Linked DNA regions of Mus musculus: regions 2, 3 and 4 are each linked to region 1. The links are chromatin contacts, called in public Hi-C and promoter capture Hi-C maps. All regions are on one chromosome and are shown on one strand. The core of a region is the stretch at or near the end of the contact, and the rest is flanking DNA. Distances in the headings are between cores, read along the strand shown. Region 1 holds the start of Bub3 (BUB3 mitotic checkpoint protein). Region 2 holds the start of Bnip3 (BCL2/adenovirus E1B interacting protein 3). Region 3 holds the start of Mapk1ip1 (mitogen-activated protein kinase 1 interacting protein 1). Region 4 holds the start of Arhgap17 (Rho GTPase activating protein 17).

What was found. Promoter capture Hi-C pulls out the DNA fragments that hold promoters and counts their contacts. A called contact is a pair of places that touch in the nucleus more often than the background predicts.
Region 2: a contact with region 1 is called in a promoter capture Hi-C map of liver, with 7 times the contacts expected there. The contact joins the promoter of Bnip3 here to the promoter of Bub3 in region 1. A contact is called at or near these places in 1 of 39 promoter capture datasets (liver) and 1 of 484 Hi-C or Micro-C datasets (CD4 T cells).
Region 3: a contact with region 1 is called in a Hi-C map of CD8 T cells, with 5 times the contacts expected there. The contact joins the promoter of Mapk1ip1 here to the promoter of Bub3 in region 1. A contact is called at or near these places in 1 of 39 promoter capture datasets (pre-B cells) and 3 of 484 Hi-C or Micro-C datasets (CD4 T cells and CD8 T cells).
Region 4: a Hi-C map of regulatory T cells shows a contact between it and region 1, with 10 times the contacts expected there. The contact joins the promoter of Arhgap17 here to the promoter of Bub3 in region 1. A contact is called at or near these places in 2 of 484 Hi-C or Micro-C datasets (B cells and regulatory T cells).

Annotation. Positions count from the first base shown.
Region 1 is chr7:131,555,418-131,562,226 of GRCm38.p6, reverse strand. It overlaps Bub3 (BUB3 mitotic checkpoint protein), which reads right to left and starts at 1,857. Exons shown (of 8, transcript NM_009774.4): 1 at 1,773-1,857; 2 at 1,323-1,517; 3 at 621-690. The coding sequence starts at 1,517. Hmx2 (H6 homeobox 2) reads right to left here. Exons shown (of 2, transcript NM_145998.4): 2 at 4,213-6,800. The coding sequence ends at 6,247.
Region 2 is chr7:138,905,918-138,912,868 of GRCm38.p6, reverse strand. It overlaps Bnip3 (BCL2/adenovirus E1B interacting protein 3), which reads left to right and starts at 3,363. Exons shown (of 6, transcript NM_009760.4): 1 at 3,363-3,506. The coding sequence starts at 3,476.
Region 3 is chr7:138,841,424-138,847,934 of GRCm38.p6, reverse strand. It overlaps Mapk1ip1 (mitogen-activated protein kinase 1 interacting protein 1), which reads left to right and starts at 1,668. Exons shown (of 2, transcript NM_001045483.1): 1 at 1,668-1,978. It overlaps Ppp2r2d (protein phosphatase 2, regulatory subunit B, delta), which reads right to left and starts at 1,549. Exons shown (of 9, transcript NM_026391.2): 1 at 1,420-1,549; 2 at 1,231-1,323. The coding sequence starts at 1,426.
Region 4 is chr7:123,365,631-123,371,800 of GRCm38.p6, reverse strand. It overlaps Arhgap17 (Rho GTPase activating protein 17), which reads left to right and starts at 1,886. Exons shown (of 20, transcript NM_144529.2): 1 at 1,886-2,047. The coding sequence starts at 1,995.

The sequences.
Region 1 (6,809 bases), core at 608-3,107:
AGAACGCAAAGGCATCACTAAGATAAATATGACGGGGCTACCGTGCTCCATTTTTAAAATGTACTTTTTTTTTTAGCCTGTGAAAAGACCAACCTAAAATATCAAACTGTCCAAAGAAATCCTGACAAACCGGACCCTGAGTCCAGTCCGCTGCTTAAGACTTCTAATAGTGACAGTCAAATGCTTAAATGATGCTTCCACTAGACACTTAAGACAGTGCTCAGGGGCTGGAGAGATGGCTCAGCAGTTAAGAGCACTGGCTGTTTGCTCTTCCAGAGGTCCTGAGTTCAATTCCCAGCAACCACATGGTGGCTCACAACCATCTATCTGTAATGAGATCCAATGCTCTCTTGTTATGTGTCTGAAGATAGCTATAGTGTACTCTTATAAATTAAATAAATAAATCTTAAAAAAAAAAAAAAAAAAGACAGTGCTCAGAAGGGGCTTTACTGCAAAATTCAGGTTCCATTTGTGGTAACTTAATCCAATTTTAAAAGTCTATTATCAAAGCCGTGTTCCGCCTTCACATAAGTACTGAAAACACCTACTCTTCTTAAATAAGCATTTCTACACAAATACACTAGTAAAGAAAAACTGGTAAAATGTAGCTATATTAATACCTTGATCAGTGTTCAAATCGTGCATTTTCAGTTGATGATCTAATCCACCACTCCAGGCATGCGTTGGATCCTACAAAGCAAAATTTGGGTTTGATTTTTTTTCTTTCTTACTTTTTTTTTTTTTTTTTTGGAAGACACTATGTAGCCCTGGTTGGCCTCAAAACTCAAGAGCTCTTCCTGCCTCTGCCTCTGGGATTAAAGTTGTGGCCACCACATCCTCCCACCCCACTCTTACATTTGGAGCCAATTCAAAGTTACAAAGCTTTAGCAAGCATTTTCAACATTGCTATTTCTACAGCCAAGTGTTATGTCCAGTGTGACAGAAACTAAGAAGCAAACAAAAATGCAAGTTAGTGATCTCCACAAGGAAGCAAATACAAGGTGGACACCAGGAGTTAAGGCTAAATTAGACAACATTCATTACTTTTCAAAGGATAGCTAAAAATCAGTCTTGCTGCTAACTTCAATTATCTATGTCCAGAAAGTTTACTCAAGTCTGAATTTACAAATGGAGATTGAAATTGCCACGAGAGAAGAAATAAGAACACAAACCATTGTAGTAGGCTTGATGCCAGGCTAAAGGGAAGAATTCCCGAGTAGTTATGAACTATCAGAATTCTCGAACCGTGTATGAGATGCTACTGGCAAGGCCTAGGACATCTCAGTATTAAGGGGACAGGAGCAGAAACTGAATCCACCTACGTAGAAGGCGCAGTCCAGGACAGCACCAGTGTGCTGGTACTTGAGCCTCATGGAATTGGCGGGCACATCGTAGAGGCGCACAGACGTATCCCAGGAGGAGACCAGGAGGAACTGGGATGTGTTGGGGCTGAACTTAACCGAGGAGATGCCATCCTCGGGTGGCTGGTTCAGCTTGAATTCGTTCGAACCGGTCATCTGTAGAACAAAACGCTAAGTCTGAGTTCCTAACCGGAGCAACAGAGGCCGGCCACGGCCTGCGCCTGCGCGAGTCCCCCTTGATCCAGGCCGGCCGCCATCCCGCTTCCGCCGAGCTCCACCCGGCCTGGCCTCCTTCCTTGCCCGCAGATCCCCATATAAAACACAATGGACCTCGACCGGATCCCTCTGTGCATCGATGCGCCGGCCACGGGCCACAGATCCCGCTCCGCCCGCCCTCGCCCGAACCTCTACCTCCTGTCCGCCTAAGCAACGTTTCTGCACCGGCCACTACCGATCCGCTTCCCTCCGAGCACTCGCAGGCAAAGCGGAGAAGGCGGAGAGGAAGCTCCGGAGCAGGCCTATCATTGGCTGATTTTGAACGCCAACGGCTCGATCTCGGCAGCTGATTGGTCTGATTTACTGCTTGCCTCATTTTCCGCAGTCATCCTGTTCCGGCTCAAAGGGAAGCCGCGTTTCCCCCCCCCCCCCCGTTCACCGGGTCTCTTAGTACCTCCACGCCGAGGTTACATCTCTGGAGCTGCGGAGGGAAAACTACAACTCCCAAGTATGCTCAGGTCATGAAGGCGTTCACGCCCGCCCACAATTGTATGCTGCATGCTGGGAGTTGTAGTCTCCCTGGAGCTGCTTGCCTGAACATCCACAGACTAGAAGGCAGAAAAGAGATTTTATCTAGCTCTTGTGACATCCTTCTCCTCTATCTCTCAGACACAGAATTTCATTTTGGTTGATAACTACTATAGATATAAATTAATATTTTCTTTCTAGCCGTGCACATACCCCTGGACTTAATCCAGACTAGTCATACTGAAGAATAATTTCTAGTCAAAGGTACTATTTGCTTTTATTTTGCTGGGTTATCAATTTGTGAACTAGAGACTCATTTCCCTTGAGTTCTAGTGATCTCATTTTTATCGTTTCATCTCTCCACAGTTTTCAAGCACCTGAATGTCAGGCCTCTTAAGCAGCTCTGGGAATACACACTCAGTCAAACTACTCCTTGCTTTAGAAGAGTACCACACCCATAAGGGTGAACAGAGCAGGACACAAATATTTCCAATCTTTAACGATCAGCCAGAATCTCTTAGGAATGTTCATCATAGGACCTAGCATTGTGACTGTCCTCCCTCTCCCACCTTCCTCTGCATTATCATGGAAGTTGCAGGCTCAGTTTGCTGCACTTTCTGTTTCTAGAATCCTCTAAAAAATATGAGAATCAAAAGGTTGTTTTGGTTCTGTGAGAGAAAAGCAGTACTTAACAAACAACATAGTAGCATACTGACATGCAAAATGTTACTGAGTTTCTAATTAATCCTTGGATACAACTTCTTTTTCTCTGTCCCATCTTTTTGAGACAATCCCTTTTATTTTGAAATTGTTGCATGAAGTAGGAAGTTGTCTCTAGTTTTAAACTACTTAACTTTCAAGGTACATTTTTAAAAAAAAAGAAAAGAAAAGAAAAGAAAAATGATCTTGCCGGGCAGTGGTGGCGCAGCCAGCACTTGGGATGCAGAGGCAGGTGGATTTCTGAGTTCGAGGCCAGCCTGGTCTACAGAGTGAGTTCCAGGACAGCCAGGGCTACACAGAGAAACCCTGTCTAAAAAAATAAAAGTAAAGAAAGAAAGAAAGAAAGAAAGAAAGATCTTATGTGTGCACAGACTCTGAACTAAATGCACTTAAGATTCCTGACAATAACACACACACACACACACACACACACACACCAGTCTTTTGTCCTGATGATGGTTATTATGGCTAAAATATTCTGGTTGTCTTCCCTCTCCAAATAGTTCTAGTATGTGGTTCTTTCTCTCTCTTCTCTTTCAACAAATCAATGGCCAAGTTCAATTTTTTTTAATGCATTGAGTTGTTTTGCATTCTAAGTTTAGCCAAATAATTTTACCTCTTGACTTATTTGGTTCTCTTTCCCAGTTGTTTATTTAATTCTATTACTGTTTCCAGATTCTGAGCATAAATTACCTGCTAATAAAATCTAAGCATATTTCATTATCCCATGTGTGTATGATTCAGGCCCCTCTGGCCGCACACTTGCAGCCCAACTCTATTTGAGTTTTAAGAAACGTCAATCTTGTAAATCAAGTTTAGAGCCTGAAAAGAGATGGACTATTTTGCTGATTATTCAAATGAATTGCTAGACTTGAGATAGGAAATCTGGCCACAAGCAGAGTCTTGACCATTTTACAACACAAATGTAAAGTAAGTATGTGTGTGTGTGTGTGTGTGTGTGTGTGTGTGTGATATTCAGTTACCTGTTGCAGTGGTGAGTCGCCTGCCACAGCTAATGTCTGGGTGAGTAAAGAGAGTCAGATATATACCACATGACAACTGCGGGAAATGGCATTCCCTAAAATATTATGGGCAAACTCAAGTCGTTAATGCCGACAGTGACAGGAGGAGGAGGTCACTACCTATGGAGAAAGCCATCCTGAAGCAAATATGATGACCCAATACTGTTAAATCCATCACCGAATTGTAATCTGCTGAAAGGCAGATCAAAAGCATCCGAACGGAGTATGTTTTTTTACAAGACAGTCCTCTGAAGTAATGTGGTTGTTTCTGGGTGGAACACTCAAAGAATGCTGTCAGGGAAAGAATGTAGAGAGGTTATCTGGAGTGAAAACTACGGTGACAGAAAAATACACATATCCAATGAGCAATTGAAAACACATATTTAATAAGTAAGAAGAGAACTGATAGGCCTCTTTGTGTTCTCCTTTGGACCACCCCAAATTTAGTGTAGGTTCTTAGCACATGTTGAGACCTCAACAAATACTTATTGAGGTGAACACAGCTAAAATAAAACAAATGTAAGCAAACCAACCTAGTATTGCCCGGTGCATTCTTGTGTAGCATCCATCTAATGTCACCTAGGAGGAGTTGCAGGTTTTATAAAATATAATGTGTTAAGAAAAAAATAGGCAATATCAGAGCAAATCTCTTCTGCCAGGCATATTTCACGGAATGATATGGGCCATGTAAACGTTTACATTCTGTGAATTTCTACAAAATGCAAGTCATTTCGATGCCCCCTTGGCTCAAAGAGACCGGTCCCTCAGGCACCAGGTTTTCTTCTGAAGAAAGAAATAGATAGGGCCTTGGCGCTGCAGACTCCTAGCTCTTTGCACCCTGATCAACCACTGAGGGGAGGCGGGCTGGACCTAATAACTCTACCTGAGGCCTCCTCCAAGCTCCAGGCCCATTTCTGACATTTAACAAGGAACAGGTGGATGCTATGAAAACGTAGAGAAAATACAGTGCTGTGATTTGCATGATCCTGACGAAGCAGTTCTCCGGGTGCAGAGCCTCCCTAACCCTGCATGGAGGCAGGCAGCCGGGCACTGCAATCCTCAGTGCTCAATTCAGAAACAGCTGCTGCAAGTTAGCCAGTGATCCGACCTTTTTGTCATTCACGGGCAAATTTAACAACTACAAAAAGAAACTAGGGAAGCGCCCGTGTCATCTGCTCCACGAATCCCTCCAACGAAATCTGACCCTTAGGCATCACTTCCCGCTCTGCGCAGAACTCTCGCAACTGTGTCACCAGCGGGAGACCCCTGCGAGGGCTGCAAGCCAGTCGCCTGTGGCTCTGGAACCCAAGCGGACGCTTTCTCTCACCCCACGTTTTACTCCGCGCAGGAGGACGCCAAGAACGCCAAGAGCTCCGGCCTTTCGCGGCGTGCCCAGCTTTCGTCTAGCCCAAAACAGCCCAGTATCGGGGAGATGTTCACCTCCTTGCTTGGCTCATTCCCAGAGGCGACCGGGTCAGCAGCCAGGCTCCTGGCTTTGTCTTTCGCTGCGCGGGGCTGTGGATCTGGATTCCATCTCGAGTGCACCCCAACCCGCACACCTGGGTCGTGGGAACTGTGCTGTTCCTGTAAGCAGCCCCAGTCACGTGCTGCCTGGGCAGCCCCAATATCCCGACCTTTAACCTCTGAGCCCAGCCCCACCCACACGTGGTGAGAGCAGAACCTTGGGGGCTGAGGGAGGAGACAGAATCCTGCATGCTCTGGCAAAAAAAAAAAAAAAAATCCAGAAACTCCTCTGCCGCTGTCTCCTGGGACAATCCATCCCTCCAAAGTTAGCAACCATGTTTAAAACGTTTTATTTTTTTCTCTTTAAAAATATTTACAGATCTGTACTCTCCTCGTTTTGCCCCTACCCATCCTCAAGATGAAGGGAATAAAGAGAAGTGATTAGTTCAACGACCAAAGCCCTAGTTGGTTCGGCTCGGCTGAGCTTGTGTCCTACCACATTTTCTATATACAGGTGTATATATGGGAGAAAGACTGCCTGGTTCTGTTGGTGGTTTTTCTGATGTTTTTTTTTTTTTCTTGCTACTGGTCAAAACCGACCTAATCAAAACCCCACTTCCCACCACCACCCGAGAGCCTCCCCTTCCAAAATAGTTTCAAACGCGAGTTGTTTGGTTTTGTGTAGAAAGCAGGTGCTCTGGCGTGAGGAATGCAGATAAATACTCAAAACAAAACAAAACAAAATAAAACAAAACAAAACAAAAGGTAGGAAAGAGGCCATAAATAAGACATAACGAATACACATGGTGTATTTCTTAATATTTCTGGACACGCGCCGCTCTGCTCCGGAGCTCTGCGAAGGATCCCGACCGCGCCGGGCTATGCAGGCAGCTGCAGGCGACCAGGGGCGTCCCGGGAGCCGGCGGGCGAGCATGTCAGTAGTCAAGCTTGTTGTACAGGTTGTAGAGCGGTAAGGCCGAGAGATTGCTGCTCGGGTAATAAAGCGGAGCCGGGAAGGCCAGAGAGCGCGGCACCGGCACTCGCAGCAGCGAACTGTCCCGAAACACGAGCGGCATGCCCACGAGAGTCTGCGCCGACGCGTGTGCCATGTTGGCTGCCTCAAGCTCGGCTGAGAGCTGCCGCTTCCACTTGTTGCGGCGATTCTGGAACCAAGTCTTAACCTGGGTCTCGGTGAGCTGCAGGCTGGAGGCGAGGCAAGCGCGCTCCGAGCTGCTCAGGTAGCGTTTCATGTCGAAGGTAGACTCGAGCTGGTACACTTGGCTGCGGGAGAAGACGGTGCGCGTCTTCTTCTTGGCCGCTCCGGTTTGGCGCTCCGCACCGCCGTCCCGTGGCCGCTCCGGGCCCGGAGAAGGCGAGCCCGCCGGCAAAAGCCTCTCCTTCTCTTCCTTAAAGTCCGGGTGAGAAGGAGAAAGGAATGGCGTGCGCTCCGAGGCCGCAGGCCCTGCGCCTCCGCTGCCCTTGGGGGTACCTGAAGAGT
Region 2 (6,951 bases), core at 2,114-4,613, 7.3 Mb before region 1:
TGTATATGAGTACTTAGACACACCATAAGAGGGCATCAGATCCCATTACAGATGGTTGTGAGCCACCATGTGGTTGCTGGGAACTGAACTCAGGACCTCAGGACCTCTGGAAGAAGTCAGCGTTCTTAACTGCTGAGCCATCTCTCCAGCCCCAGTTAATTATTATTTTTTTAAAGAATAAATTACTAGCAGGGTGGTGGCACATACATTTAATCCCAGCACTCAGGAGGCAGAGGCAGGGAGATCTGAGTTTGAGGTCAGTCTGCAGAGAGAGAGAGAGAGAGAGAGAGAGAGAGAGAGAGAGAGAGAGAGAGAGAGAGAGAGAGAGAGAGAGAGAGAAGCCACGGTTACAGAGGAACTCTGTTTCAAAAACTACCCAAAACAAAAGAATAAATTATTAGCACAATGTGAACCATGCTTTTAATCCAGAACTAGAAAGCCAGAGAGAGGCAGGCATATCTCTGAGTTCAAGTCTACATAGTGAGTTCTAGGACAGCCAGGGCTATACAGTAAGATCCTATCTCAATCAATCACAACATTTTCTGAATTTATTTTAAACATTCTATTAATGTTTGTATGTGCATGTCCTTGGTACAAGAGAAGGCCAGAGGACAGCTATTGGGAGCCCGTTCTCTCCTTCCTTCCACCATGGGGACTGCATTTGGGTTGTCAGACTTGGTGACAAGCACCTTTACCTGCTGAGGCCCCTGTTCTACTTATGTAAGTTACTTATGGAAACAGGGTTTCATGTAGTCCAGGCTGGCCTCAAAGTCACTATGTGGGTAAATCTCAGCCTAGAACTGATCCTTCTGGCTCTACATCCCAAGTGTGCCTGGCTAGAAGTTGTTGGTAGATGCACCAGGCTTCTGAGCCACACTACTGGCATTATTTGCTTAGTCATGAATGGAGTGCCTCTGAGGTACTGCAGCCGTTGAGGGACAGATTCACTGAGACTCTCCATGGGGTTGAGAGTAAGTTGGGAAAGTCACTCAGGTACCTTAGATTTTTCCCAGACTGCTTTCCATAGACCAGGCTGGCCTCGAACTCAGAAATTTGCCTGCCTCTGCTGCCTCCCAAGTGCTGGGATTAAAGATGCGTGCCACCACCTCCCACTTTTCTCCCCCCCTTTGAACGGGCTTTCACCTTGTAACTCAGCTGGCCTGGAACTCACCATGTGGACCAGCTGGGCCTCTAATTCACAGAGATCCACCTGCCTCTGCCTCCCAGAGGGCTAGGATTAAAGGCGTGGTGCTCCACTACAAACAACTGACTCCTTTGCCTGTTTTTTATTGAATGGTCTAAAGAGGTGGACAACCTTTTCTCCTTAAAAATACATATGTCTACAGCACTCAGGGGGCAGACGCAGGCTGATTTTCTGAGAGCTCGATGCCAGCCTGGCTTACATGGTGAGTTCCATGAGACCTAGAGAGACCCTGTAATAAATAAATAGCCTCATATACACACACATACACACACACATACATACATACATAGAAAATAAAAAAGGGCCGGGCAGTGGTGGTGCACGCTTTTAATCCCAGCATTTGGGAGGCAGAGGCAGATTTCTGAGTTCGAGGCCAGCGTGGTCTACAGAGTGAGTTCCAGGACAGCCAGGGCTGCACAGAGAAACTCTGTCTTGAAAAACCATTAAAAAAAAAAAAAAGAAAAAAAAAGAAAGAAAAAAAAAGAAAAAAAAAGGATAAACATAAATTTCTACTTATAACATCCCTAACCCCTTCAAATCCACATTTTCGTTTTTCCTTTTCTTAGTAGACTGGTGTAGAGAATTCCCAGACCCTTCTCTTTCCCTTTGTCATTCAGGCACACATATCTATGCAAGCTGGGGATTGAACCCTTGGATTTGCTGGACACGGAGGCTATCACCAAGCAGGACCACAGCTGTTTCTTGCTGGACACAGAGTCTGTCACCAAGCAGGACCACAGCTGTTTTTTTCTTGCTAGGTGTGGTAGTATGTCTGTAATCCCAGCACCTGGGGGGTTGAGACAAAGGTTTGGTGTCTGTAGCAGAGAATCTGTTTATTGTTCTGAAGGCCCTAGGCTAGAGCTCCGAGCACTGTAAGAAAGCAAGCTTTCAGTTAAGAGTGGTGGAACCACTGGGAAGCTGGGGCAGGAAAAAAAGTTTAAGACCAGAGTAGGTTACAAAGCGAATCTGTCTAAAAAAAGACATCAGATTCAGTCTGGTGACATGGCTCAGCTGCAGTGAACTTGCATGTGCAAGGCCCTCGTATAACCTTAGCACTCCAAACAAAACAAACGGAAATCAAGGCTGCATAGCTATAATCCCAGCTCTCAGGAGGCGAAAGCAGTAGGATCGGAAATTCAAGGTTAGCTTTTGCTACACAGCCAATTCAAAGCCAGCCTCGGTTATGACATTGTCTGGGAAAAAACAAAACACCAAATGAAGCTGCTTCTAGTGACCTGACCCACTGCTACTAAGATAGCTTCTTTTGAGGTTCACAAGCCCCTTCTCTATCCCAGAACTGTATCAAGAGGGAATTCCAACCTCCAAGTACAGAGAAGCTACTGGGTAGGTTACAGGGAGGATGCAGAATCCTCAAAACTGGCCCTCCAAAGGTCTCTCCAACCGTTCCTGTCCAAAAATGCCGTCCTTTCTCGCATGCAGCATACCACAGCACTACCCAACTCGCCATTGATGCTGCAGTAGAATACTGGCAAATTTTTTGTTTTGCTTTGTTGTAAACAGCTTCATACAGTGCAGCCCAGCCTGGCCACGAACCAGGGCTGGGACTAGAGTTATACATAAGCACTCCCGGACTGCATTTTTCTTAAAGATGCAACCTAAAAAACTATCTGTAAGCGTGCATAGAGACAGCGAGACCATGTGTGCTCCCATTGCTGGCGCTCGCAGGTTCCGGAGGAGATTGGGGAACTATGGGTCAACCGCGAGCAGGAGGGGCAAACTCAGCACCCAAGGCCAGACGCCCAAAAACCTGGCCGCACGTCCTCATGCCACGCCTATCTCGGAGCCCGCCCACGTCTGCCCACCTCCAGCCTGGCTTCAAGACCCGCCTCTTGGCCTCTGCAATGCGCGCACCTCGGAGTCCCAAGGCTCAGACCTCGAGCCCCGCCCCCAGACTCTTCCCTACCCGCCTAGGTCCCAGTTACTCCAGCCTCAGGCACAGCCCCCGGTCCACTTCTGCATTAGACCTTAAAAACAGCCGCCCTCCCGCGCACTCCTGCCTCAGGCCCCGCCCATGCCGGCGCACGCGCCGCACGTGCCACACGCTCCCCCGCGTTCCTCCCCCACCTGCAGGCCCCGCCCCCCAGCCAATGGGCTCCGCCGCCGCGTGCGTCCCGCCCCGCCCCGCCCCTTGTCCCTCAGTCCAGTGTCGCCTGGCCTCAGAACTGAGCGGCGCAGGCTGCCCCTGCTACCTCTCGGTGACCGCCTCCCAGGCCTGTCGCAGTTGGGTTCGGGCTCCTTTGCCGAGCCACCATGTCGCAGAGCGGGGAGGAGAACCTGCAGGGTGAGGCAGTGGGCCGAGAGGGGCCGCGGAGGCGGTAGGGTCGCGGGCTGGGGTGCGGTGAGTGGAGGCCGCGATGCAGTTCGGTGCAGCCGGGGCTGGGTGGTGAGCCTCGGGGCATCTTACAGACAGTACCTTCACAGGCAGGCCGGGTCTTTCTTTCCTGCTCTGTTCTTCACACTGTCATAGTTCTGTATTTTCAGACTCTGTAGGTCAGGGGAGCCTCGAACTCTGCGATCCTCCTTCCTCAGCTTCCCGAGTAGCTCAGATTTCAGGCCCTTGGCGTCCCCTTGTTCAGAGTTGCTTAAGTGAGTTAGAGGTTGCAGTTGAATTTTCAGTGCTTTGATTGAAGTCATTAATATTTATGACTGTAGTGCCTTTCACTTTTCCTACTTGGTACTGGGGACAGAACCAGATCTGAACGTGCTGGGTAAGTGCTCATTTCCCGAGCAACACTACCAGTTTTCATTTTATTGCTTTAAGACATACTGGTCTTGAACTTGTGATCCTCCTGGTTCAGCCTCTAGAGTAGCTGGAATTTGGAATTAACAGGCTTTGCCGCTGTGTCCCCTCTCCCCCAATCTTTACCCCTGGCTTGCTTTGTTGCCACTTCCTGATGGAAGAGGAGGATACAGGGTTTCAGACCTCTGTCAGGTTTTAGAGTTAAGAGGTGGGATAGCCGCACAGTGGTGGCACAAACCTTTTATCCCAGCAATCAGGAGGCAGAGGCAGGGGGATTTCTGTAAATTCGAGGCCAACCTGGTCTACAGAGTGAATTTCAGGACAGCCAAGTCTACAAAGAGAAAAACAGAGAGGGGGTATGGCTGGAGGTAGTGTGGAAGAGAGCTACAACAGCTCAAAAGGAGGGTAAAGTGCTTATAATTTAGTTCAGTAGGCTCACTGCAAGCAGTGAAGTAGATTGTAGGTTAAAATGGAAGTGAGGCTGGGTGTGGTGACACACCTAAAATCCCATCATGGGGTGGGTGAAGTTGAGTCTTGACAAATTCCAGGTTAGCCTGGACTACACAGTCGTACCAGGCTAGTTCGGGGCTCTGTAGCCAGACCCTGTCTCACAAATAACAGAAAGGCTCTCCCAGCATCAGCCTTTACAGACTGTTAGCACTGCGCAGACAGCTGCTAGTTTTGCAAGGCCAGCCTGGGTGCTATGTGCCATTGTCCATTTCTGAGAGCTACCTGGTGGGCCTGAGTTGAGTCTGAGTTGAGTCTCAGGCCCTGAGACTGGAGGAGGATCCTGTTGACCTTTGTACTCTCTGAAGCAAGAGTTCACCAGGTAAAACGCATGTCAGTAAACGTGAGAGAGAGGCTTTCCAAACCTTTAAAATGAATGCTTTAGTGTCAACTCCCCTCCCCCCCCCCAGGCAGGGTCTCACTCTCAGTGAACTCCCAGAGATCTGCCTGCCTCCACCTCCCTAGTGCTGGGATTAAAGGTGTGGGCCACAGTACCCACTTTAGTGTGAAGACGTGGTTTCTCTGTATAGCTCTGGCTGTCCTAGAACTTGTGTAGACTATGCTGTCCAGAGATTCTGTGTCCTGGAGTACTGGAATAGGGTAACTCAGAGCAGTGTTGTGTTAAAAGAGTTTTTAAAAAGCTTGCATTCAGAGACACTGAGTTAGCTGAATTTATTACCCTAAACGAGATTTTAGTAGGCAGAATTTAATCAGCCTAACACATTACAGAATCTGTATTTTCAAACTACAGCCACATTAAAAAAAAAATCTCGTAATTCAGGTTTTATTCCCTAATGTCAAACGTCAAACAGTTGGAATTTTTTGATTGAGAAGTTTTTTTGTCTTTTCTCTTAAGAGATCAAGTGATGTTTTGTGTAAAGTCACTTTCGTAGCTAGTTGAAATTTGATTTCTGACACTATGCTGTTAAGACTTCATCTAGGGGAGTTTCTGAGTATTCCTGAGAGGTCTCGGTTAACATACACTCAGCTGACATGCACGCCAGACTGCTGAGTCATTGGCAGAAGGGGGTTGTCATTAGACGTTTCAAGGGTTAAGGTTTTGTGTTTTTCTCTTTTACTTATTCTATAAAAAGATGGTTACGGTGTGGAAACTCAGGCTAAGGATTTGGGCCATTGTTTGGGGTGTACGTGCAGCTCAGCACTGGCTCACTGTCTAGCTCAGGGTAGGAGGGGTCACTTAGTCACATGGGTTATCTCAGCTGCCCTATGAAATGTGAATCCCAGCTTGGAGTCAGAGCTGAGGCAGCTCCTCTGTTTGCCGCTTCGTGTTTACTTCTGAGGCTGAGAGCTGTGGAAGCCTTGTTGGTAGGTGGGACAGCAAATATTCCCCATAGCAACCTCTGGGACCAGCGTTACTGAAGGCGTTACCCACAACACTGATTGGTTCTGTTCCCTTTTTACCTCTGCTCCATCTTATTGAAAGGTGTTTAGGAGCAGGGCTTTTCTGTATGACTTCTGGCATGCTGGAGGAGAGATAAGTATTGTGATATTTCTGTGCCTTGGTTGCTGCCCTTTCCTGAAAGGTCCACTGTATAGATTTAATAAGTCTTCACTTAGCTAGCTGCCCTGTCTGCAACTGGTTCTGATGAGTGGTTCTGTTGGTTATAGGCAAACTATCAAGGACAGACTTGCATGAAGAGAAAACATGGATACACTGAAGGGGTTTCTCCTTGGCTCTAGCCTCTGTAAATAGTCCTAGTGAGATCCAGAGGTTAAGTGGAACTAAGGATGGCTACTTCAGTTAAGGACCTGGCACAGACTGCTCAGCACCAGAGGGGTACCTGGAGCCACCTGACTCAGGATGTATCAGACAGGCACAGCCTAGCAATAGGCAGAGAGATAAGTTCACTCGTCTTAGAATCCAGTAGGTACAGAGATGATGCAAGCCTCTGATCCTAGTGTTTGGGAGATGGAGGCAGGAAGATCAGGAGTTTAACACCAGCCTGCATGAGACACTTCCAATAAAATGCACATTTGTGTATGTGACTGAAAAGGAAGCCAGTAGTCTAGGTTATGTACTAGGCAGATTCAGTTCGGAACCATTTGCCAACTTCCTAAGTTAACCCAAGGGGCTGTTTAGGTGTGGAGACAGCAATGGCTGCTTCTGGAGAAGTCCTGTGTGGTTTGGGGCAGTGCTTCCCCCAGACTTGGTGCCCCCTTGCTTGGCTTTCTGGGAATGCTATAGCATCGTTCTCCTGTGGCATTATGTTCCTGTGTGGAGGTTGTGTGGGTGCCTGCTCCCTTCTGAGGACTGCTAGCTAGCTCTGGCTGGGTGCTGTCCCTGCTTGAGCTTATCAGCATATTTGCTTGGCTCTCTAACTCTGTTTTCAAGTTGGCCTCAGCTTCTGGAAAACTATGGGAAAGACAACGAAGGTGATTCTCCTTCCATAGCCATGATTGAGACGTGGACATGAGAATAGGGACCCTGTGTTTCTCTGCATGGGGCTCTTTTGGGTAT
Region 3 (6,511 bases), core at 419-2,918, 7.3 Mb before region 1:
TCAAGCCTGATGGCCATCCCTGGGACTCACGTGGTAAAAAGAACCAACTCTGCTAAGTTGTCCTCTAACCTCCACACGTGCAGGAGCACGAACAGGCAGGCCTATGCTCACCACACACACACACACACACACACACACACACACACACACACACACACACACAGTGTGTGTTTGAAATCCCAGGACTTGGCTGGATGGGACAACATCAAAAAACAAAGTCTGGAGAAGTGACTTTAAAGAGCAGTGTGGGAAGAGAAAACACTACTCAGTTAAAAAAAGAAAACCGCCACTACTGTAGCGCTTCAGGAGACCCCATGACAAATAAGTTCCTCTTGCTCAACAACAAGAGGTGGAGATCCAGGGCTGACCGACGTCTACCTGGCCAGAGATTGGACTGGACAGACTAGCACACCTACGACCACAAACAGGGTATCCAGAGCACTCGGTGCTCCATCCCGTCCTGAGTCCAGTCCAGCATGGGCCCCCGGAGACTGATAACCCTGCATGGTTCTCCTTCCACCTTATACGGGTGCCAGGGAGATAGATGAAAGACCCTTTATATTGCATGGGCTCCCACATTAGTGTCTGGGACCTGATTTACCCCACAGGGCCTCAAGATCAACTGCCATGCCCCCCTATCTCTCTCCTTTCACAAAAATGGACCTCACCTCACCCCGTGGTACCAACTCCTAGCGGAATCCCGGGGTCGCTGCCTAGTGTCTACAGTCCTTTTTCTTCACTCCGTACAGACGCTAGTGAGACATGCATTTAAGATCGTTATACACCCCAGACTCCAAAGACCTGTGGCCGCATCTTCCTTACATGGCTCGATACCTCTGCCCCGGCCTTACCTTCTTACAGACCCTCGAGGCCGGCGTCCACGGTCGTCTCCCCATAGCCTCCCGAGGCTGGCCTCCATGGCCATCTGTGCCCACCGACCCCTGAGGCCGGCGTCATGGCCATCATCCCCATAGCCTCCCAAGGCTAGCGTCCACCGCCGTCTCCCCAACAGATCCCCGAAGCGGGACTCAGCCGCAGTCTCTCCCCAGCCCCGCGTCCGCAGCCGTCTCCCTACGGACACCCCTCCCTCTCTTCAGCCGCTGGCCGGCCGAGGGTCTCCCGGGACAACGCCGGTCAGGCGGGCAAAGGCGGCCGCGTCCGGACCGGCGGCTGAGCGAGCATGACCTTGCGGGGCTCGGGGGTTGGGGTGGGGTGTCGGTCGGGCCTCACCTTCCGCCACGTCCTCGTCGACAGCGCCCTTCACCTGCGAGAAGCACCACTGGAAGTCGTTGCCGCCCGCCGGGCAGCCGCCGCCTCCAGCTCCTGCAACAGAGCGCGCCGTCAGGCCGGCCCCGCCCCGCCCCACCACCGTCCAGTCCGCCCGCCCGCCCCGCTCGCTCGCTCGCGCACGGCCCTCACCTGCCATGGCGCGGGCGGGACGCGCCCAGCCGAGCGCGGCCGACCGAGGCGCTCCGAGCGCTCAGCCCCGGCCGCCACCGCCGCCGCCGCTGCCGCCACCGTCGCCGCCGCCGGGGAGGGAATTTTTTCCCCTTTTCAAAATGGCGCCCAATGCCCGTCGCCCCGCCGGATGACGTCATCCCCCTCCGCCTCCTCCGACGGTCAGTGCCGCGGGGGCTGCCGGGGGCGCACCGTGCGCCGACTGCGTCTGCGCGAGCTGTCTTGAGGTTGGACCTACGTAGCCGCTGCGGTCCAAGGAGAGGAGTGTCTTGGACTAGTCCGCTGGCAGATAGAGGCGGCCTTCTCGAGTCGTGTCAAGGCTAGGACGCGACGCCCTCTACGTTCTTAAGGCCTCAGACTTTCTTCTGCGGCCGGCTGGACTGGATGCTCGAAGGCCTGGGCCTTTCCTACAGCTGAGCCAACGGGAACGCGGAACCTCCGTGGATCTGCCAATAGAGAGCGCTCGGCCGTGGGCAGGCGGGGCCTCTGATCCCCGGAGCACCTGGAACCCAGCACCTGCGTGCGTAATTTTGCCCATCATCCAGGCTCTCTTGCCCCCAGAATCTTTGATCGTAGCTTCTGAGCACTGATCTCATCAGAGTGCTACTTCAGGGATTCTTTGAGCTCTCAGTATAGCCCCTAGGGAACCGTTCTCGACATTTGCTTTATTTGTGGGTGTGTTTTTCTAGCATGAAGAGGAATTATTTGTTCGTGGGCTTGACTTATCCGAAATCACTATGAAGTTGGCAGTGAGCGTACTGCACCACTAGAGGGCAGTTGTTCCAAACCAGAGCATTCTCCACTTCAAAAATGTTTTGCCTTTTAGCAAGTGCTTTTTCTATTCTCAGTCTTGGCTGGGATGCTGCTTGTGTAGAGGTGATGTGTCTGTCCTGGTGGAGTTTACTCTTCAGCGGAGAAGAGACAATAAGAAAAACCTGGGGAAAGTTAAGTGGACTAGAGTTAAATACAACACAGAAGCAGGGGAAGGAGATTGGAGCAGTTGGTATCTTTAGGAGAGCAATTAGAGGAGATAAGAAAGAATCTCAGGCTGACGTCTTGGGCGGCTGCTAGAAATGAGAACAGCTAGTGCACAGGCTGGGCCACCCTGACCTTTTCTTTCCGATGTTTTATTTTTAATTCAATTGCACACACACACTTTGATTAGGGTCTTGCCATGTAACATGAGGCTGGTCTCTAAATTGAAATACGTCTGGTTCCACCTCGTTGGCGCTGGGTTTACAAGCACGGAGCACACCTAAGCTTGCTAATGTGTTTAAAGGGCAGCAAGAAGCTGTGGGGAGAACAGAAGTGGCCAAGGAAGGCTAGTCATAGCAGTGGAGGCAAGGTGGTCCGGGACAGAGCAGGAAGCTGTTTTCAGGGGGTGAACTCTGATGAGAGGGCTGGCTATGGCCAAGAGCTGGAGAAAGTCATGAAGAAATAGGGCCTTCCATCAGTAGCAGCACTCAGGGTTGTTTCTGAAAGAACTGTCTCTGAGTTAAGTAGGAGGATAAAATGAGCTGCATGTGTCTGGGTGTATGAGAGTAATGGAGAAGAATAAGAGACATGGAGTAGTGAGGATATAGGAATGTCACCCAGATGACACTCCAGAGCATCAGGAGAGTTAAGAGCATATGTATAGTTCTGGGAGGACGTTTTGGGAGGAGCCTGAGGACGGAATTCCAAGCCTGGGAAGAAGCATTCTGAGACTGCTTGCAGAACTGGGGTTTAACTTAAGTTTATCCAGACTCCATGTAGGCATGGGTATCTCAAGTAATGCCAAGTGATCTCGATATTCCTATCTGCCTAATTGTAGCTGCATGTTTAAGTTATGTAGCTAGACAGCACTGTCACATGTGTGTCTGTGTGTACTGGGGTGCTTCTTAATGAAGAATGACAGACCGAATGGACAGAACTGTAAGTAGCTGCCTTAATAATTAGTGGCAGGCAGTATATTTGGCTTACACTTCCACATTATAGTCCATCACTGAAGGACATCATGGCAGGATCCTGGAAGCAGGAGCTGATGCAGGTCATGGAAGTGTGCTGCTTACTGGCTGGCTCCTCATGGCTTGCTCATCCTGCTTTCTTACAGATCCCAGAACCACCGGGACAGAGGTGGCTCCACCCATAATAGGCTGGACTCCTCCCCATCAATTACCAATTAAGAAAATAACAGGTTTGCCCTCAGGTAGATCTGAGGGAGGCATTTTCTCCATTGAGGTACCCTCCTCTCAGATGACCCCACCCTGTCAAGTTGACATGAAATGAGCCAGCATAGGCCAAATTTAACTTTTTAAAATATATGCACATCTATGCCCAGGCCAGAAGAGGGTGTTGGATCCTGTAGCATTGGCGTTATAGGCAGTAGGGAGCTGCGGGACATAGGTGCTCGGAACCAAACTAGGGCCCTCTGGAGGAGAAGCAAGTGCTCTCATGCACTGAGCCATCTCGAGCCCCATCGTTTTCGATTGCTTACTCTAATGTGGAATGGGGTGGGTACCTGCCTTGTTCTCCACCTCCACTCTATCCACTTTTCCTCTCTTGTCTGTTTGTCCTCCTCTCTAAGGATGTGGTTCTGTCCTTAGACCGAGAACCCTTGTGGGTCATTCCTTAGAGACCTTAAGCCACTCTGCTCCAGCCCCTGCCTTCTGTGATCTTAAGGTCTCCATAGCAACTGTTAGTAACTAATGAAACAAATATTGTGTGTCTGTTGAGTGAGACCGACCTAGTCTTTGTGTACAGGAGCTCAGAGTCCATCAGGAGCAGGCCATCTCTGAGCCATCTCTGTCTACTATGTAAGCGGGCTGATAGGAGGGAGTGCATGAGAACTTAGCATGGGGTGGGGTTCTGGGCTTTTAGCCAGAAAGATGGGTGCTGAAGCTGTTGAGTAGCATCTGTGAGCTTGATGGGTGATAGGGGTTGAGGAAGGGGTGAGGGGATAGAGATGGTGCATGTTATCTAACCTTAGACATGGAAAGTTCGGTGGCTTTGGTGCGGGAGTGGAGTAGGTGCACTTCCAAGTAGTGCTGACTGTCATGGCCTAACTGCAGATTGGGTTGTAGAAACTTGCTTGACTCCTGTAGCCGTAAACCAGCACTAACTTCAGTCTAAGCTCCCATCCTGAGTCAGACTTTGGGACTTCTTGGGGCTGGACGGGAACCTAGGGCAGAGGTCAGGTGAGCATAGAGGAGCCCTGGGGACTGAGGGGCAGGGGTCCTGGGACAATTATATGCTTGCTGGAGTTGCTAGTCCAGTTGCCTGCTTCCTTGCCTGGAATCCCTGAGCTTGCTTTTGGCCAGATTCTACTGACTTCTAGAATTTCTAGGGTGTCACCCAGGGTATGAGAAGCAGGTGAATTACCTAATATGTATCCATTGGGTCTGGTAGATGTATGCCATCGGGAAGTCAGAGGCCACTGAGGGCTTAGAGTATGAATCAGGCATTTACTGCTAAGCTCTTCCCATACCCTAGACCATAACCTCCTCTCTAGGAATAAAGATTGACCACAAAGTTCTTAACTTTCAGGATCCTCAAGTCCTGGTGTCAGGAAAAAGCACTGGCCTTTCTACCTACTCCCAAAGCCACGGCATTTACCTATGGGAGTGCATCTGCCCCTTCTGCTGCCCTCTGACCTCCACGGTGCTGTTCCTCCCGTGTCTGAAGGGAAGGCAAAAGTAGAAGCAGAGGCTGAGAGCTGCTGTCCTGCTGACATGGTGGGGTGCAGCTTGGTTTGTTCATCCTGGCTGATGCATGGATAGTCAGGCACTTCTCTGCTCCACATTTTAGAGCAACACAGCAGGCTTTTAATCAGGAGCAGAATACATACTTCATCACATTCGTGCCCAGAGAGTCTCAGAGGCTGGCCTAGAAGCTTGGGGACACTCTCCCTCCCAGTGATAGATACCTGGCTTTGCTTTTCTTTTCTTATTTTAGAAAAACATTGTCAGCTATTTGATGTTTTTGAATCATATTTTAAAGTCAGAGAAAAAAACCACTTGCTCATTTTAAGTGTTTTTCTGAAAAACAAATAATTCACAGATGGAGATAAGTTCATCTCAGGAGTAGAAATACAGCTTCCCGGTATCCCACAATATGGCTTTGTTCTCTAAATTATAAAGTCAGGGCAGCCCAAGAGCAGTGCAGAGCCGAAACGGCGACAGAAGGCATGGAACTGGAGCCACAGACCCAGCGCAGCAACTTGCAATTTTTCTTCACTGGGAACCTATTTGAACTTAAATTATGCACAATAAATGTCAAATCTTTCCCCATTTATCTTAGTAACTGAGGGATCCTGTATATTGGGGAAAGCTCTTTGTACATCAAAGCTCCTTAACAATGCAAGTTGTCTCATCTTCTTGTGGGAGGAAATGTCAGCTTGATTGATGTGATGTGGGGAGTGAGGGCTTCTCTGAGGAGAGCCCCAGAGCACAGGCTCCTCTCTCCTGCCTCAGCTCTGATTGCTTACTCTGTGGAAAGCCCTTTTAGGGCAGCCCCTTCATATTAGCACCTGTCATCTACCCCATGAGTCACCTTTAGAAACAGGCCACCATGAGGATCAGAACCCCCACCAAGCCTAGTGACTCATTACAGTGGAGGATCCTGCCCCTCAGTAAAAATATCAAGGAAGGGACAGATAAGCAAGAATGTGTTTTTCAACAGGCCCCAGGTCCTGTTCTCTGAGCCCTTAGAACTAACACAGTGGGTGCCCAAGAGCTTGGTCTTGTGAACTTGACCTTGGTGCCTGGGACTTACCCTAATGTGTCCGGCTGGAGCAGCACCCCAGGTCCCCGTGCAGGAGCCAGGTGATTATAGAAGGTGTCACCCTAGTGGCCAAGACCAGAAGCCCAACAGTCAGGAATTGAAGCTGTGCCACCAGATTGGAAGTCTCACCTCTCTCCCGCCTCCTCACCCCCCCCCCCCCCATTTGTTAGAGTCTCATGTGGGCCAGTCTGACCTTGGACTCTATGCAGTCCAGGATGACATTGAACTTCTGACCCTACCTGCCTCTGCCTTTCTAGTGCTGGAATTACAGGTGTACTCCACCACACAGGTA
Region 4 (6,170 bases), core at 637-3,136, 8.2 Mb after region 1:
CGCCACTGTCTAGTTTCATGGTAGCATCTGAATGTAGTGACTCAATGGCTGACTCAGGTTTGGCAAATGGTCTTGAAGTCCTGTCTGTCTTGCTTTAATAAATCTTGTTGGACGGGGTGCCACAAGCCTGTAATTCTAGCATTTGGCCGGTGGAGGCAGGAGGATCAGTAATTTAAGGCCATTCTCAGCTATGAGACTCCTCAAAAACAAAACAAAACAAAACAAAACAAAAACCCAAACCAAAACAAAGCCTTATTTCAACACTTCCTGTTGTAATTAATGTTGGTGACTTGCAGTTTGCTGCCTGACTTGAGGGTCCACACTTGTGTTGTAATCGCTACAGATTTTTAATTTTCTTGTTCTTTGAGCTCAAGATGCATCCTGCATTAGTTATTTTGCTCTCTGTTTTAAGAAAATGCAGGACAAGAAGCAATGTGAGGGAGGAAGGATTTAAACCAGCTTCCAGTTCTAGGAAGGGATGTTTACCATGATGGGGAAGGCACTGCAATAGACAGTTTTTTGAGGCAGCTCGCAGGAAGACCACACTGCCTCCACGTTCAGAAAGCAGAAGGAGACGAAAGCTCCTAACTCAGCTAGTTTTCTGCGGTCTGGGGCCACAGATGATGGAATGCTGTGGCCCACATTTAGAGTGGATCTTCCCACGTCAATTAACCTGATGTAGAAACTTCTTCACAGACACACACAGAGATTTGTTTCCAAGGTGATTCTAGATTCTGTCACGTTGACACTTTAAACCATCGCACAGCCTGTAAAGGATGCCTTAGCCCACGGGGCACAGGGAATGTTGTGTGGAGCCAAGGCTGCCAAGTCAGGAGGACATGGCTGCGGGTCATAAAACTAACTTGGCTCAGTTGGACGAAAGGGCTCAGCAATGCGAAATGATCCCACCAAGTTCCCCAGCCTGTTACTGTAGGGCTGGGAATCAGAACCTCGCGGTCATTTATGGCAGCGGGGACTCAGAGGCCCATCAGTGCAGGGGCCTAGGGAAGGCCAGTCTCCTTTGGCTGGGGAGTCTGGGGGTCCTCATCTGATTGACCCTACTCTTTTGGCCTTTCCCATGGACCAGTTCAAGTACTGAGGGCGCGGAGCTGGTTCACCCTATAGATCTGCTTCAGCTCACTCCTGCTAGGTTAGGATAAACCCTGGTCTGACCCGCCGCTATAGGTTAGGTCCACTCGCTCAGCTTAACCTCAGCTCGTTTCAGTTCGCCTTCACTTGACCGGGCATCACTCGTCTAGGACTACTATTCCGCTCGGCTTGGCCGGACTCTTCTCCCCCCAAACCCCTTCCCGGGCTGGCCTGACTCCGGGTCCGACTGGACAAGACCCCATCCCTGTGTTCCGCCTTGCCGGACCGGACCAGGATCTGCGAGGCTCACTTGCGTTCTAGTTGTCACCACTAGAGTAGGTAGCTAAGTTTGGCTCTGCTCGGCCCATCCTGCCCAGCTCTAATTCAGAACCGCTGTGTCCAGGTGCCGGGCTGGGGTAGTCTCCGCTCTTCTTAGCAGAGCCACTCTCGTCCGTCTCCGATTGGCTCAACTCCATTCCTCTCCGCTCACCGATTGGTTCGGCTCCACTCAAGTTCGCCCAGCTCTGCTCCGTCCAGCTACGCCTGACTTCTCCGGTTTCGGCCGGACCAAGCTCGGCTCCACCTATCTAGTTTCGACCCTGTTCGGCTCGGCTCTACCCACCTCGGCGCGGCCTCATTGGTCCCCGCCCTGAACCACTTAACTCCGCCCATGTTGGGTCCGTCCGCACCTGTTCCACCTCTCTGGTTTCGGCCTCTTTCGGCTAGGCTCGGCCCAACTCGTGGTAGGGGCGGGCGGCGACGCTGGAAGTGACGCGGCGAGGGGCGGGGCCGAATTGTAGCCTCCGTCACCGCCTCCGGGGCCGGGAAGCGATGTAGGTAGGACCCGCCAGACGGTCCCCAGTTCTCCTCCGCCCGCCTGCCGCGCCGCCACCGCCGCCGCCGCCATGAAGAAGCAATTCAACCGCATGAAGCAGCTGGCCAATCAGACTGTCGGCAGGCGAGTGCGCGGGTCGCGCCGGCGGGGGGCGCGCGGGGGGCGGGCCGGTCCTGCGCGCGAGGAGCCGGGGAGCGGGGAGAGCCGGGCGCGGCCCGGCCTTGGGCCCCGCGGGGCGGGGGTCTGCGCCTAGCTACGGCTTGGGCGCTGCCCATTGTCCTGGCCGGAGGAGCATCGTCCTCGGGAGACTCACGAGGGTCTTTACTCCTCCCTGTCCCCGCCAGCCGGAGCTCGCCGCCTGGTGCGAAAACTCCGTAAACTTGTGTGCCTCTCGCAGTGCCAGGCGCGCAGCTTTGGGGCCGGTGTTCTCAGGCTCTCCCCGCTGATCCGCTGTTGCAGCCTTCCTCCTAGAAGAGCTTGCTGGTCACTGGGAACCTAAGGGGTGTTAGGCTACTGTGGCTTGCCCAGTTAAGTTCAGCCCCCCTCCCCTCTGTGAAGGAATCGAGAACTGCAGTCTCAAAATCCAGGCTTTTGGGAGTTTGCTGTGAGTTCTTGAGGTCTAGAGGTTTGGAAAGCGAAAAGGATGCCTTTTCTCATCTCACCTTGGATGTGGTATTTTCTGACACTGAGTGAGTGCTTGACAAGAAACTGATTTTTTTTTTTTTTAATGAAAGAATACAGGAGGGACAGTAGATGAGTAGGCTGTAGAACAGGAACGATTTGCGGTTTTTAGAGCTTTCAGGAGGCTGTTGTCATGTGCTGTGCTATCTGGAACAAATATTTCAAGGTCTTGCAGGGCGGATAGCTTTGCCGAACCAATTTGCTGGTTATTCTGCACGAAGATAGATGGGTTTTTCACAGCTCTTGCTGTTACCCTCCTCCCTTAGCAGTTAAGGACAGTTTGGTTTGGTTGAAGCACGTGAGACACTTCTTTTTTTATGTGTACGAAAATACTTTTACTTCCTCTTGGGTTTTCTAAATTTGCTTTTTACAATGTTTCATTTCCCCCAACCTTTTGCTAAGTTTTGTTATTGAATTTCTAAAAAGAAAAATAGAAGGGAAGAAAAATCCCTCCATCATGTAATCTTGGTATCCTCTATCCAGACTCAGTCCCTGCCCCTTAAACCCACACATGCCTAGTTTTTTGTTGCGTGTAGAGTTAGAGAAAGACTAGGGTCAAGGCGAGTAATCCTAATGGCATGAACAAGAAATATGATGAGAAGTGATAATTTTCTTGTGAGTCTTGTACTCCTTGCAGATATGCATGGCAGAATCAAAACTTAGTGGCTGCCACAATGCCTTTGTTAGATTTGTTATTGATTAGGTTTCGTCCTGTGTGGGACAAGGGAAAGTTGCTGGTTTTATGCAAAGTCTTGAGAGCTTTCTGCCTTGAAAGCTGGTTAGGGTTTTGTGGGCCCCTGCTTCTCCTTAGTCTCTCTTCCTAGTTTTACATTCTGGCCAGACTTGCCCACTTTCAGTTCCCACAGGAGGCCTATGTTTCTTATATGTTAACCTCTTCCTGGAATTCCCATAAGCCTCTCTTACCACACCTGGCCGATAGATAACCTTTCATGCTCTTCACTTCTCTCAGTCTCCATGTCCTTAGAAGATCCTTGATGTCTTGGATGGGCACCGTCTTGAGGCCATGCGCTACCTGCTTTCTATCTTCAAACGTCCTCTTTACCTGCTCGTGTTGGCTATTTGAGCACCGGGAGAGTCTTTCCTATGAGTCTTGGATTCCCAGGGTCTGTGTGTGACTCCCATCCCAGGACAGATGACCTGTCAAAATTGTCAATTCTGGGACTCCAGCTTGTCCTGCATTGCCTGGTGCTGCGGAATTAAGTTTGGGAAAATATGAACAGGATGGAGTGGTAGTGATTCATACTGGGACAGTAATTCTGGCCCTGACCTTTGACTCTGTTTGAAAGTCTTTATTGCTGGATGCCAGGGGAAGCTGCAGCTATTACAGAGCTGTAAGGGTGTGGTAGCCATGAGACTAAAGTCAGAACATCTGTTTTTACTGGGTTGAAAATCTGTTGCTCTCTTGTCGTTGATTTCCTAGATAACTCCCCCCCCCCCCCCCGTGTGTATGTGTGTGTGCGCGCGCACACGAGCTCAAGTTTTCCCTATTTAAGTAACCCTAAGGGGGTAGGAAGAAAAATGGAGGCTAGAACTGAGAATTATTATTCAGTGAGCCAGATGGTTGGTACACTCCCATCAGAAGCAGATCGTGGGTGTCTTTGGGCAAAGAAGAATGCTTTTCTAGCACAGATTTCTCCCAGCTGTGATCTGGATAGAGGAGGAGTTTATCTGTGTAATCGACTACAGTTATCAGTTTGTGGAGTTCTAGGTGCTATCTTGCCGTGAGGAATTTCGCTAGGATGGAATGCTCGTGAGTAATTCCCCCGAGAAGTTTCATGGGCCTGGCATGGTTGAGGATTAGTAATGCCTAGAAAGGATGAGCTAACATGATGCACTTTGTGTGCAGAGGGTGGATGGATGAGTCTGTGGGCAAGGCTTATGGGGTGGTCTCACAGTGTGGGCAATGTAGTGGGGTGGATGTTTTTGTCACCTGCTCTTTGTTGAGTCTCATATTCAGTGAGCACTGAGTGAGGCTACACTGTACACCACTGTGCGATATTAAAGAATCAAAGACCAAGAATACAAACGAGATCTCTGCCCTGGAGCTTCCCAGTAGATACATGGAGGAGATGGGCAAACCCCAAGTCATTATACACATAAAATAAGCACTTGCAGAAGGATGGCAGTGCACGGAGGAGAGCCTGCCTGCCACTGCACGGAGACGCTCAGAACAGCTGCTCTTGGGAGGTGTGAGCAGGGCCTGTGCTCTCTTGCCCTCTCCAACTTCTTTCAGACTTGCTGATACCAATTAGGTCTCTTCTGGTGAAGAAAAAAAACATAATTCAAGGTACCCGAGCAGAAAAGAATTCGTTGGCCTGTGAGCAGGAGTCTAGGCATAGGACGGCTTTTGTTTGAGACAATCTCACTGTATGGCCCAGAATTCCCAGTCCTCCTGCCCCAGCCTTCCCAGTGCTGGATCTGAGGGCATTCTGGATGGTTCACTCTTTAGACAAACCGTGTTCACAGATTTCCATTATCCTCAGCGCAAGTCTCAGAGGAAAAGAATACTGTGTGACTGTGGCCAAAGTCCCCGGATTGGCTCTTGTTTCTGGGTCACATGCCTTTCATGGGAAATGAAATGGACTCAACCCCACCCAAATAGAGAGTGGAGGAGTGCTGGTTCCCTACGGTAAACTGGGGCACTATTACCAGCAGAAGGAGAATGGGCAGACACCGATCAGTTAAGCAAGAAAAGCCCTGCTGAGCTTTTGCAGTCTGGTTGTGGAAAAGGAGAAGCATTCTCTCACTCTTGGCTTCAGATAATCTAGAGAGGGCAGATGGTGCAGCAGGGAGTCAGGGGTGATGGTGGGCAAGTGTTGTCTGGATAGAGGAGACTGGACAGGAGGATAAGGAGTGTGAAGTTAGGAGCTGCTGTGGGTCAGGAGTACATCCCTGGCAGAGAGTCTGCCCTGAGAGTCTCAGGAGTTGTTCTGAGTGCTTTCATTTGGCAAGTCAAGGTCCAGGGAAGGACCACAGAGAACCTGAAGGGCCATGTTCTAATAATGGGTCCCAACCTCTGGAGTGCCTAAAATGTAAATTTAAGGGAACATTAGCTGATATTTAACTCAAGCAAGCACAGCAGTATTACAACATTACACTACTCAAAAATTTTTGAGGCTAGATGTGGTCTGTGGCTGTGTTGGCAACTGCTTATCTGAGAGGACCTGCAAGTTTCCACTTCCTGATTCCTTCTTTACCTGACCCCATGGTGCCATTGGTTCTCTGGCTCTGTGGAGAGCTCATTCTCACTGCTGAGATCTTTCATAGGGACACAGTAATCATCTCGCCTTTCTACAGCGGCGTGTCTTACCAAGGGCTGTGCCTCAGCACCTGGCCTGGTTCTCACCCACAGTGACTACCATTTATATTTTATGAAGAAGGACAAATGATTTGCCAGGCTGGCACATCTACTCGGTGACCCACACAGGACATGGTGTGGGCCTTCCGCCTCTGCAGCCCATATATTTCTAACCACAGAACTCTTCACCAGGAAAGGTGGCGTGTTTATGAACAAATGTCTTGAACATCTTCCGTGATCATTAAG